Regions from separate parts of the Mus musculus genome. Here regions 1 and 2 are each linked to region 3. Evidence: chromatin contacts called from public HiChIP or PLAC-seq and promoter capture Hi-C data. All regions are on one chromosome and are shown on one strand. Each heading gives the region's core, a stretch centred on a gene start, on an enhancer-like site or on the middle of the called end of the contact. The rest is flanking DNA. Distances are from core to core; before and after follow the strand shown. Region 1 holds the start of Spic (Spi-C transcription factor (Spi-1/PU.1 related)). Region 2 has its middle 11 kb from the start of Gm4925. Region 3 holds the start of Dram1 (DNA-damage regulated autophagy modulator 1).

Region 1 (3,685 bases), core at 325-2,824, 330 kb before region 3:
ATGGCATACTGGATGATGGCACACTGTGGATGATGGCGCACTGTGACTGATGGCACACTGGATGATGGCACACTGTGGGTGATGGCACACTGTGGATGATGGCACAGTGGATGATGGCACAGTGGATGATGGCACACTGTGGATGATGGCACAGTGGATGATGGCACACTGTGGATGATGGCACAGTGGATGATGGCACACTGTGGATGATGGCACACTGTGGATGATGGCACACTGGATGATGGCACACTGTGAATGATGGCACACTAGATGATGGCACACTGTGGATGATGGCACACTGTGGATGATGGCACACTGTGGATGATGGCACACTGCGGATGATGGCACACTGTGGATGATGGCACACTGTGGATGATGGCACACTGTGGATGATGGCACACTGGATGATGGCACACTGTGAATGATGGCACACTAGATGATGGCACACTGTGGATGATGGCACACTGCGGATGATGGCACACTGTGGATGATGGCACACTGTGTAGCTGATGAGCACACTATAGCTGAAGAGCTCACTGTAGCTGATGGTTGTGAGCCATCATATGGTTGATGGGAATTGAGCTCCAGCCCTGCTTGCTCCAGCCCAAAGATTTATTTATTATATGTAAATGCACTGTAGCTGTCACCAGAAAAGGATGTCAGATCTCATTATGGATGGTTGTGAGCCACCTTGTAGTTTGCTGGGACTTGAACTCAGGACCTTCGGTAGAGCAGTCAGTGCTCTTAACGGCTGGGCCATCTCTCCAGTCTGCAGCCAGTGTTCTTAACTTCTGAGTCATCTCCCCTTTTCTTTTCCTTTCTTTTCTTGAGTTGTAGCCCTTTCCTTCTTGTGATGTGATGTAGCCCAGGCTGTTCTTAAACGTACAGTGGTCCTCCCGCCTCTCCTGAGTAGTACGTAAGCCTGATACTGAGTGTGATACTACAATTAGTCTTTTGAAGGAGTCAGTTCTCTCTTCCACTCTGTAAGTTTGGGAGCTGAACGTAGCTCATCAGGTTTGAACGTAAGAGTCTTGACTTTGTCTCAGGTCTCCTTTAAACTCCCTCTTGAGTCAACTGTGAGAACTAAGCTTTAGGTTGGTCACACCAAATGCTGTCATGTGGGGGCTGGGGCTCTAAGTCTCAAAGGAAGGGTTACAATCAAGTGCTGGTTTATTGTGGGGAGCCTGATCTAAAGGGCTCGTAGGCAGGCTGTTGAGAAGAAGTCCATAGTCTAGAGTGTGAAGTCCAAAACTGGGAGAGATGATATAAGTGAGAAAAGAGGGGTGGCTAAGGTCAGAGGTTTCTGGATGGAGTTAGCAGCTCAGAGGAGTGAGTGGAGTGTTGGGGGGGGGGGGAGAATGTTGTGGGGACTGGGTGCTGAGCCTTGAGTTTGATTCTAATGCCCCAGAGAATGCTAACTATTACATGTCCTTTCAAAATAATAGCCCCTGGTGTCTTACTTGGTCACATCAAGAAGTAGAATTATGCAGGCACTGTGCCTTTTAAAAAAAATCCCCTTTGCAGCACTTCCTTAAAAAATAGCTATTTAATGCGACTCTGCCAGGGTGTTGTTGATAGCGTCCTTGACATTTCAGTACAGATATCGCCACTTGGTTTTCCTGGTAAGTGTTCAGTTTATGTCTTCCCTGAACCTTTGTATTAAGTGTTCCATTTTCTCCTTGGGATGAATGTTTCTTGGGCTATTGTTTTACTGTCTGTTCCGCTGCGAGAAATAGTAAGCCATTGATAAGCTAAAGCTGAATCATCAGTTGAAATACTGCTTGGAATGGAAAGGCAGGCTTGAGGCTGTAGAGGCTGTGGGTCTTTATAACACAAACTCTAATTAAACTGATTAAGCTCCTTTATTTACAGTTCATAGAAACCTTGTTTTCGGGAGCTAGTAAAAAGAGTTTGCTTCTATTCTCATACTCTAGGCGCTGTTAAAGAGTGAGTTCAAAATACAATAACCTTCAGCACTACAGGGTGAGGTCATAGTTTAAAAGTCATGAATGGCTTTTTAAAAAATACCTAACACTGATAGTATTCATTTGATGGGTGGGCTAGCGCACGACGACAATCTCAGCATTTGGGAGGCTGATACAAGAAGATTGGCAAGTTTAAGACCAGTTTGGACTACAGAATGAGTGTGTGATCTTAGACCAGGCTACACTGTCATTGTGTGAAAAGAGTAAAGAGATCACCCCCCACCCCACCCCCAAAAAAAGAACATAGCCTAAACTATAATTTATACATTTTCTTTTCTTTTTTTCTTTCTTTTTTTTTTTTTTTTTTCGAGACAGGGTTTCTCTCTATAGCCCTGGCTGTCCTGGAACTCACTCTGTAGATCAGGCTGGCCTCGAACTCAGAAATCCGCCTGCCTCTGCCTTCCAAGTGCTGGGATTAAAGGTGTGCGCCACCAACGCCTGGCTTCTTATGTTTTCTTTTAAGTGATCTAGTGCAAAGATGATGTATTGTCATCTCACTGTATTAATCAGTATTAAATGTTGAATATTAAGTAATACTAAAGAGTATCAGCTAGGATTACAGGGTAAGAACTTGAGCCTATGTTTAATGATGAAGTAATCTGTGTTAAAGTCCCACACTTTCTTATGTGGCTTTTCTTTGTTACACCATTCAGCAAGTCACATGAGGATGGAGAACTTAAGGTCATCTCTGACAACCGGTGTCTTAGAGAAAATACAAATCTCAAGAAGGGATAATAATAGCGTGAATCTTTCTTCCTTGAGAAAAAAAGAAAAAGTCACACACAGCCTCTAACTCACAGAAACCCAGTGTTTACTGGAACTCTACACCACCATGCCCCGTGTATAAAATAAGTCGTTGGAATTCTTAAATATGTTCCAGTTATTTCTGTGTCATCAATTACGCAGCGACAGTGATTAACATCAGCTGTCTTCACATTTAAGAAGTTAGAGGAGCCGAGTCAATGGCTCTGCAGGCAAATGTGCTTCTGCTGTGAACTTGAAGACCAGAGTTTAAATTTCCAGAACTCCCACTAGTTAGGTTTTTGCTGCCTGAGTACAAAGTCATCTGGGAAGAAGAAACTTAATTGAGGAAATGTCTCAATTAAGCTGGCTTATGGGTCAGCCTGTAGATCTTTTTATTAATTAATGATTTTATGTGAGAGGGGCTTTGACCACTGCAGGTGATGCTACCCCCCTCGGCAGGTGGTCCTGAGTTAGGTAAGAAAGCGAGCAAGCTGAACAAGTACATCCTCTGTGGTGTATGTCCTGACAACCCTGGATGATGTCAAAGGAAGGTTAGATGAAATAAAGCCTTGTCTCTCAAGTTGCTTTGGTCAGGGTGTTTTATCCTAGTACCAGAGACCAAACGAGTATAGTTTGTCAGGGTGTGGTAGCCTCCTGTAACCTCGAGACATGAGACAGGCGGCACCAGCTGGTTAACTAGACCCAATCAGCAAGCTCTGGGGCACATGAGAGATCCTGCTTCCTTATGTAAGGAAGAGAGTGGCGGAGGAAGACACTGGGCATCAACTTCTGCTCTCTATACATAAGCATGCAAGAGCAGCTTCATGTGCATGCCTGCTCTCTCTCTCTCTCTCTCTCTCCCTCTCTCTCTCTCTCTCTCACACACACACACACACACACACACACACACACACACACACACACACAGTGATAGAAAAGTGAAATATTCAGATTGT
Region 2 (3,653 bases), core at 630-3,129, 360 kb before region 3:
TAGTGGAGAACAAAGCATAAACTTCTTAATGTAGAATTCAAATACTTCCACTTGACAGGAGACTCATTATTTCCAGGACTGTCTGGTTTGAGCTCCAAACGAAAGTTTTCTATTATCCAGAGGGAAGCCATTCAACCTCTCTCTGTGGCTCAGCATCCTTTCTAAGTTGAAGGATCGGCTGGTGGTGTAACTTCTCAGATATTAAGGCATAAAAGAACCCAGAGATGAGAGCCAAGAAGAACCATGCATATATTTTTGCAATTGTGAAGATTCCAGGGGACGCTGGTGTTGGTCCCAAAATACCCTTCGATAACTGTGAGTTTCTCTGCTCCTTGACCTATTTACTATGTTTTATGCAGCTGGTAATGTAATGATCTGTGCAATGCTCCATGCTCTATGCTTCCTCCATGCTTCCCCCTTATATGGATCCCACCCATCTCTTCAAACTCTTTCCTATGCTACTCTGGTACCCAAGTCTTCATCTTCCTCTACTGTATTACAGTATTCATTAATGGTATTTGGAACTTGCATGCATTGTCTGCAAACAGTAACTATATTTGGTTATTGGGTTTATACAAATATCCAGTTATACACTGTTCTTTAAAAAAAAAACCTGTGAGTCCTAATTAGCATTAACTATGAACTTGACACAACCTACAATCACCTAGAAAGAGTCAACTGAGACAGAAACTGAGCTGCACAAGTAACCCCACACAAAACTAGAAAAAGAATTGTTCAACTGATCCATGTCATTTGGATAAGGAAGATGTCTTAGTTAGGGTCTCCATTGCTGTGAAGAGATACCATGACCAAGGCAACGCTTACAAAGGACTACATTTAATTGGGGCTGGCTTACAGGAGTGGAGGTGCACACCTTCAATCCCAGCACTCTAGAGACAGAGGCAAGTGGATGTTGAGAATATGAGGCCATCCATGGCTTCACAGAAAAATTCTGTCTAAGAAAGGGATGTGGAGGGTCCATATGTCCATACTGTCTTTATAAGGTAGATCTGTGGGCATGTCTGTGAAGGATTATGGATTATCCTGACATAATTGACAAGGGCCCAGCCCACTGTGGGCAGCACATTCCTACGGTTGACCTAGGCATACAAAAGGCAATTAGCATGAGTTCATGAGTGAGCCAGAGAAGGAACCAGGAAGCAGGATTCCTCCACAGTTCCTGCCTCCATGTTCTTGCTTTGAAAATCTGCCCTGACACCCTTTAGTGACAGATTTTGAACTGGAAGTGTAAGCCAAATAAACCCTTTTCACCCTAAGTTGCTATTTGAGTGCATTATTACAGCAACAGAAAGAAAACTAGAGTCCTGTGGTGCCATGGATGAAAACCAGTGTCTCACACCTGCCAGGCAAGAACTTTACCAAGGGAGCAATAACTCTAGCTCTGTAGCTTCTCCCTTCCTTCCTTCCTTCCTTCCTTCCTCTTTCTTCCTTTCTTTCTTGTTCTTTACTTATTTATTCCTCCCTCCCATTTGTCCCCTCCATCCCTCTTTCTTTTCCCTTCCTTCCTTCCTTCCTTCCTTCCTTCCTTCCTTCCTTCCTTCCTTTCTTTCTTTCTTTCTTTCTTTCTTTCTTTTGTCTCTCTCTTTCTTTCTTTCTTTCTTTCTTTCTTTCTTTCCTTCCTTCTTTCTCTTCCTTCCTTCCTTCCTTTCTTCTCTCTTCCTTCCTTTCTTTCTTTCTTTCTCTTCCTTCCTTCCTTCCTTTCTTCCTTTCTCTATTCCTCCCTCCCTTCCTCCTTTTTGTTCTGTTTTCCTGTTTTCTTTCTTTCTCTTCCTTCATTTCTTATGAAACCTAGTACAGTGCCTCACATATAATAAATACCCAAAAGAGTCATGCTTGAACATTTGAATGAATAAATGATTCATCATGGCATTATGTGTCAGAAAGAAATCAGATGTTTTAAAATACAGCATTGTTTTCTAGATTGTGGAGAAAACAGTCAATGTGGAATTCCCCTAATCTTGAGAGAAGCAGTCTAATGTAAACAGCAGTCTGCTCTGCTCTTCAGCTAACAGTATTAGGGCTATTGAAAGTAAGTTTATCTTGAGATTCAACTTTCTCCCTTCAGAGTCAAACACAAGGATATTTGCTATCACTGCTTCTGCCCCACAGTTCAAACACACAGAGCATATTTCTCATGTGATTTTTGGCATCACTTAAATAAAAACTAGCTCCATAGAGCATTGCTTGGTGGGATGATTTCAGCAGCCTCTTTAAACATTTGCTTTATTCCAATTACATGCCAAAAAATAGTGTGAACTCCCTGCCCGGAAAACAGCCAATGTTACTATCAATATAGAGAAGTTATTTCAAATTTTAAAGTTAAAAGAAGGAAGTGTTTTGAATGTTGCCTAAGTCAGTATTGTGGGAAAAAGTTAGAAAACTTTCAGAACATGCCACCCTACTTTGCATTTCTGTTGAATACTTGGTTGCTGTTGCTTTAACCAAACTTGAAGTATTTATCTCATAAATCAAATATTGATTTATTATGTTTGGCAGAGGAAAGAACTCTGTTGTACATGACCAAATTATTGATCCGGCAGAAGTTTAGTTGCGAGTTATTGAAGTTTACTGTAAAAACTGTAAAGTACTAATCCCACAGATCTGAAAGCATTTTTTAAAGATACATATTTAGTGTGTGTGTGTGTGTGTGTGTGTGTGTGTGTGTGTGTGTGTGTGTCTGTGCGCACACACGCGCCTGAGTGTGTTTATGGTACTCTCTGAAGAGAGAAAAGGTTAAATGCCCTGGAGCTGGAGTTATAGGCAGTTGTTAGATGAGGCATGGCTGCTGGGAACTGTAGTGGAGTCTCTGGAAGAACAGTGCTGTTAGCCCCCGAGCCATCTCTCCTGCCTCTCTGAAAACATCAAATCTTTATATCATCACCATGGTTTTTGAGATAGGGTTTTTTTTTTTGTGTGTGTGTGTGTGTGTAACATCCTTGGCTCTACTCTCTTTGAATTCTCTTTATAGGCCAGGCTGGCCTCAAACTCACAGAGATCTGCCTGCCTCTGCTTTCTATGTGTTGGGACTAAAAGCCAGCAGCACTGTTAGCATTTCTTCTAGGCTCCACCCCACAGTTACCTAGCAACAGCCAGATGTGTTTGACTCACTATAAAAGAGGCTGCTTGCCCCCTCCTCTTTTGCTCTTCTTCTTCTTCCTCTCTTCCCTCTCTGTCCTCTCTCTCCTTATTCCCCTCCCCCGTCTCCATGTGCTCATGGCCAGAGTCTCTCTCTGTCTCTATTCCCTCAACTTCCCTCCCATGCCCTAAATAAACTCTATTCTATACTATGGCTGGAGCCTCAGGAGGAAGGGATGGCTCAGCATGGGCCTACAGAGGCCCCCCTTCCCACTGCACCCCCCACCCCCACCCTGCACCATAGGGAGCATCTATCAAACACATCCCTGGCTTCTTTTTCTTTTTATAAAACACAACAAACATCACCACTCCTGGCCTCTAAAAACATTTTCAATCATGGTGAATCGTGTATAACACCACTACTTCAGCTAAATGAAATACCTAATAAAGGCAATGTCAGATTTGGGTAGAACATACATCACACACGAATCTTAGTCGTCTGTTTATTAACCATTTGAAACTGTTTTTAGACTCAGACTCCTATCCTCTAATCAAAA
Region 3 (3,403 bases), core at 188-2,687:
CCAACTTGATCTGAAGCACCGAGGGAGGGAGAAAATGTTCCCCTGGCTTTCTCTTCCTCTCCTTTTTATTCACTCAGAGCCCATGGGATGGTGCTGCTTGCTTGAAGTTAAGCCTTTTTGGGAAATGCCTTCAGAGACACATCCATGGTGTGTTACATTAATATTCTAGGTATCTCCTAATATCATTAAGTTGGCAATTGAAATGAATCATCATTATGCTGGCTTTCCTCAAAATTAGCATATTCATTGTAATTAACAAAAATCCCTTAAGTAGTCTGCATTTGTCTTTGGGTATACAGCTTTACCTTGTATCTTAGTCAGGGTTTGTATTCCTGCACAAACATCATGACCAAGAAGCAGGTTGGGGAGGAAAGGGTTTACTCAGCTTACACTTCCACATTGCTGTTCATCACCAAAGGAAGTCAGGACAGGAACTCACAATCCCTGTAGGCTATTCCCTAGCATGGTATGGCACACAAGGCACATTTATGTGGCTGAGATGAACCTGTATTAGGTCATCTATGGCCAAAAGTGGGCTCAGAATTCCCAAACTATAGCTCAGACCCGCAGAGCTGGCCAGTGCTTCAGGAACACCAATTGGTTTGGTTTAGGTGGTGTCTGGCTGGGTGGATCTGAAATGGATCAAGTCATCTTGTCTTGCTGCTAGGAAATAAATACTCCAAGTAGAATTGGTGGGAACAGATATATACTCCAAGTAGCTTTTGGTGGGTGGGCCAGGGCTGGATCCAACCCTTTCTGTCACTTGCCTGAATTAGATCCTTTGTCCATTCTAGGCAAGTGCTCTACCATTGGGCTAAATTTCCAGCTCTTTAGAGGGCGGCTCACTAAGCTGCGAATTCAGACCTTGAACTTGTGATCCTCCTGCTTCAGCCTCCTTAGTAGCCAGGCAGCAGGGATGACAGACTTGTGCTATCAGGCCTGGTTACTATGCGATTTGGCTTTCCCGCTGCTTATCACAAAGGTGTATGTGACGTCCATGCCCAGTGGCCCAAACACCACTGAGCCCCTTTGCCTGAACCCCAGAACCCATAGCGGGACCCGATGGGGTGCGCATCACTGGTGGCCAAGGCTCTGGAAGGAAGCTCAGTGGGTGCTGGAGAGAGAGGCTCAGAGGAAAAACCCCCAAGGGAAGGAGGAGCTGGGAATCCAGCCAGTTTGGCGGGACTTGCCCAAGAGCTGGCCAGCCTCGCGGGGTCCCGCGTCTCCCGCCGCACCCACCCGTCGCTGTATCAAGCAAAAGCGAAAGGAAGCCGAGCGGTCCCGCGTGGCGTGGCGTGGGCGGGGAGGTGGCTGCGCGCTCTAGCTCCGCGGGACCAGGCTGCCGCTTTGTGACTTCACCGGTTTCGCAACAAGCCAGGACCGCCCGCGCCCCACCCACCCGGCTGCCCGTCCGCCCTCCGCCCTCGGGTCTCTGAGCGCTTCCCTCCCTCCGGGGCTGGGCCTGTCCCGGCCGTCCCGGAGTCTCTGTCCCGCCGCGCCGTTAGCTGTCTGTGTCTTGGCCACCGCCTCCAGGCAGTCCGCAGCAAGCCAGCTTCTTGGTCCGACGAGCTCAGCGCCCTCTCACCGCGATGCTGTGCTTCCTCAGGGGAATGGCTTTCGTCCCCTTCCTCCTGGTGACTTGGTCGTCCGCAGCCTTCATCATCTCCTACGTGGTCGCGGTGCTCTCTGGGCACGTCAACCCCTTTCTCCCCTATATCAGGTGAGGGGCAAGAGGAGCGTGAGGGAGGGACCAGGTGAGCTGAGAGGGAGGGAAGGCGTGCAAGCCAGGCATGGGTAGTGGAAATTCTTGAGGTAGTGGAAAGGTGTGACAAGATAATCTCTGGGATCCCCGGGCAAGTTTAGAGAGTCAGGAAGCACGTGTGGGTTCTGCCTTTAATGAGAAACAGTGCTCAGAGCCGCGCATCAAGCAGACAGCTAGACAGCTGGTGGCACCTTTAGACCTGGGGTATGGGATAAAATCTTGGGGAGAGCCTTCTTTGGTGACACTCAGACAAGGAGAGTTCCTAAGATACCATTTATTGTAAGTAGATCCAGGCATGTGGCAAACCGCTCACTTATTTCTCTTCCCAACAACTCCTGGCTCCTCCCCTCCCTCCCTCTCCCCCTCTCTGTCTCTGAGACTGGATCTCCCTATGTAGCCCAGGTTGGCCTGAAGTCTAGGGTGGTATACACAAGTCTACCTTCTTCTGCTTCTCTAGTGCTGGGATTTAAAAGTCTTCACCACCACAGGGGGCTCATTTCTAACAGCTAAAATTTCTTTTCCATGAAAGAAAATGGAGGTTTAAACTGGTGGAGATACACCAGTAGGTCATTGGCGTAAAAGCAACCCTGGACCCCTTGTGCCAACAGCAGCACCTTTAGGATGGACCTGCCTCATACTCCTCTGGACCTGGTGCCTCTAAAGTCAGAGTCCTCAAGTTGTCAAAACCTGTGAAGTTTCTTGCCCTTATTTATTACTTTGTTTCCTACTTAGTCTCCGTCTTTCCTGAGGGTCCTTTATCCACAGCTGGGACAACAGCTTGATCCTCCTTTTTTGTTTATTAGATATTTTCTTCATTTACATTTCAAACCCTATCCCCAAAGTCCCCTATACCCTCCCCCCACCCTGCTCCCCAACCCACCCACTCCTGCTGCTTAGCCCTGGCATTCCCCTGTACTGGGGCATATGATCTTCAAAAGAAAGGCCCTCTCCTCCCATTGATGGCCGACTAGGTCATCCTCTGCTACATATACAACTAGAGACACGGCTCTGGTAGGGGAGGTACTGATTAGTTCATATTGTTGTTCCACCTATAGGGTTGCAGACCCATTCAGCTCCTTGGGTTCTTCTCTAGCTCCTTCATTAGGGGCCCTGTGTTCCATCAAATAGGTGACTGTGAGCATCCACTTCTGTATTTGCCAGGTACTGGCATAGCCTCACAACAGCTTGATCCTCTTTAACATTTCCATGTTAAATGACGGGTATCTGGGTATCTGTGTCCTTTGAGGAAGACTTTAAAGATTATATGTGCGTGTGTGTGTGTGTGTGTGTGTGTGTGTGTGTGTGTGTGTACATATATATATAGAGAGAGAGACAGAGACAGAGACAGAGACAGAGAGACAGAGAACTGTAGCTGTCTTCAGACACACCAGAAGGGGGCATCAGATCCCGTTACAGATGTTGTGAGCTACCCTGTGGGTGTTGGGAATTGAACTGAGGACCTCTAGAAGAGCAGTCAGTGCTTTTAACCTCTGAGCCATCTCTCCAGCCCTGAAGAAGACTTTAGTAGTTGGCCTTGTGTCCCTGAAAAACCCTTGGAATGGTTCCTCAGAGCACATCTCAGTCCTGGGTGCCAGCACCTGTGTCCCTTCTCTCATTAATGAACCACAATCCACTCGCTTG

What was found. Promoter capture Hi-C pulls out the DNA fragments that hold promoters and counts their contacts. HiChIP or PLAC-seq counts read pairs in DNA pulled down with a chosen protein or histone mark.
Region 1: a contact with region 3 is called in a promoter capture Hi-C map of pre-B cells, with 2.8 times the contacts expected there. The contact joins the promoter of Spic here to the promoter of Dram1 in region 3. A contact is called at or near these places in 10 of 39 promoter capture datasets (the 3T3-L1 cell line, the C10 cell line, the HPC-7 cell line and 6 more), 1 of 484 Hi-C or Micro-C datasets (the G1E-ER4 cell line), 4 of 115 datasets of contacts at active chromatin or transcription factors (bone marrow-derived dendritic cells, bone marrow-derived macrophages and embryonic stem cells) and 3 of 9 other capture datasets (liver, macrophages and pancreatic islet).
Region 2: a contact with region 3 is called in a CTCF HiChIP or PLAC-seq map of the NIH/3T3 cell line, with 8 read pairs. The contact joins the enhancer-like site here to the promoter of Dram1 in region 3. A contact is called at or near these places in 6 of 39 promoter capture datasets (the 3T3-L1 cell line, embryonic stem cells, hematopoietic stem and progenitor cells and 3 more), 2 of 15 datasets of contacts at CTCF or cohesin (the NIH/3T3 cell line and large pre-B cells), 5 of 484 Hi-C or Micro-C datasets (LSK cells, Th2 cells, embryonic fibroblasts and 2 more), 5 of 115 datasets of contacts at active chromatin or transcription factors (bone marrow-derived macrophages, embryonic forebrain, embryonic stem cells and 2 more) and 4 of 9 other capture datasets (adipose tissue, liver, macrophages and 1 more).

The regions. Positions count from the first base shown.
Region 1 is chr10:88,680,912-88,684,596 of GRCm38.p6, reverse strand. Spic (Spi-C transcription factor (Spi-1/PU.1 related)) reads left to right here and starts at 1,574. Exons shown (of 6, transcript NM_011461.3): 1 at 1,574-1,622.
Region 2 is chr10:88,718,312-88,721,964 of GRCm38.p6, reverse strand. No RefSeq gene overlaps it. Among named protein-coding and RNA genes, the nearest start is that of Gm4925, 11 kb to the left of the region's middle. Within about 2 kb of position 1,879, at least 13 of the 459 cell types and tissues checked have an H3K27ac peak or open chromatin away from gene starts, as enhancers often do. A contact at or near this core is called in the NIH/3T3 cell line, where this site is marked.
Region 3 is chr10:88,355,109-88,358,511 of GRCm38.p6, reverse strand. It overlaps Dram1 (DNA-damage regulated autophagy modulator 1), which reads left to right and starts at 1,437. Exons shown (of 7, transcript NM_027878.2): 1 at 1,437-1,720. The coding sequence starts at 1,590.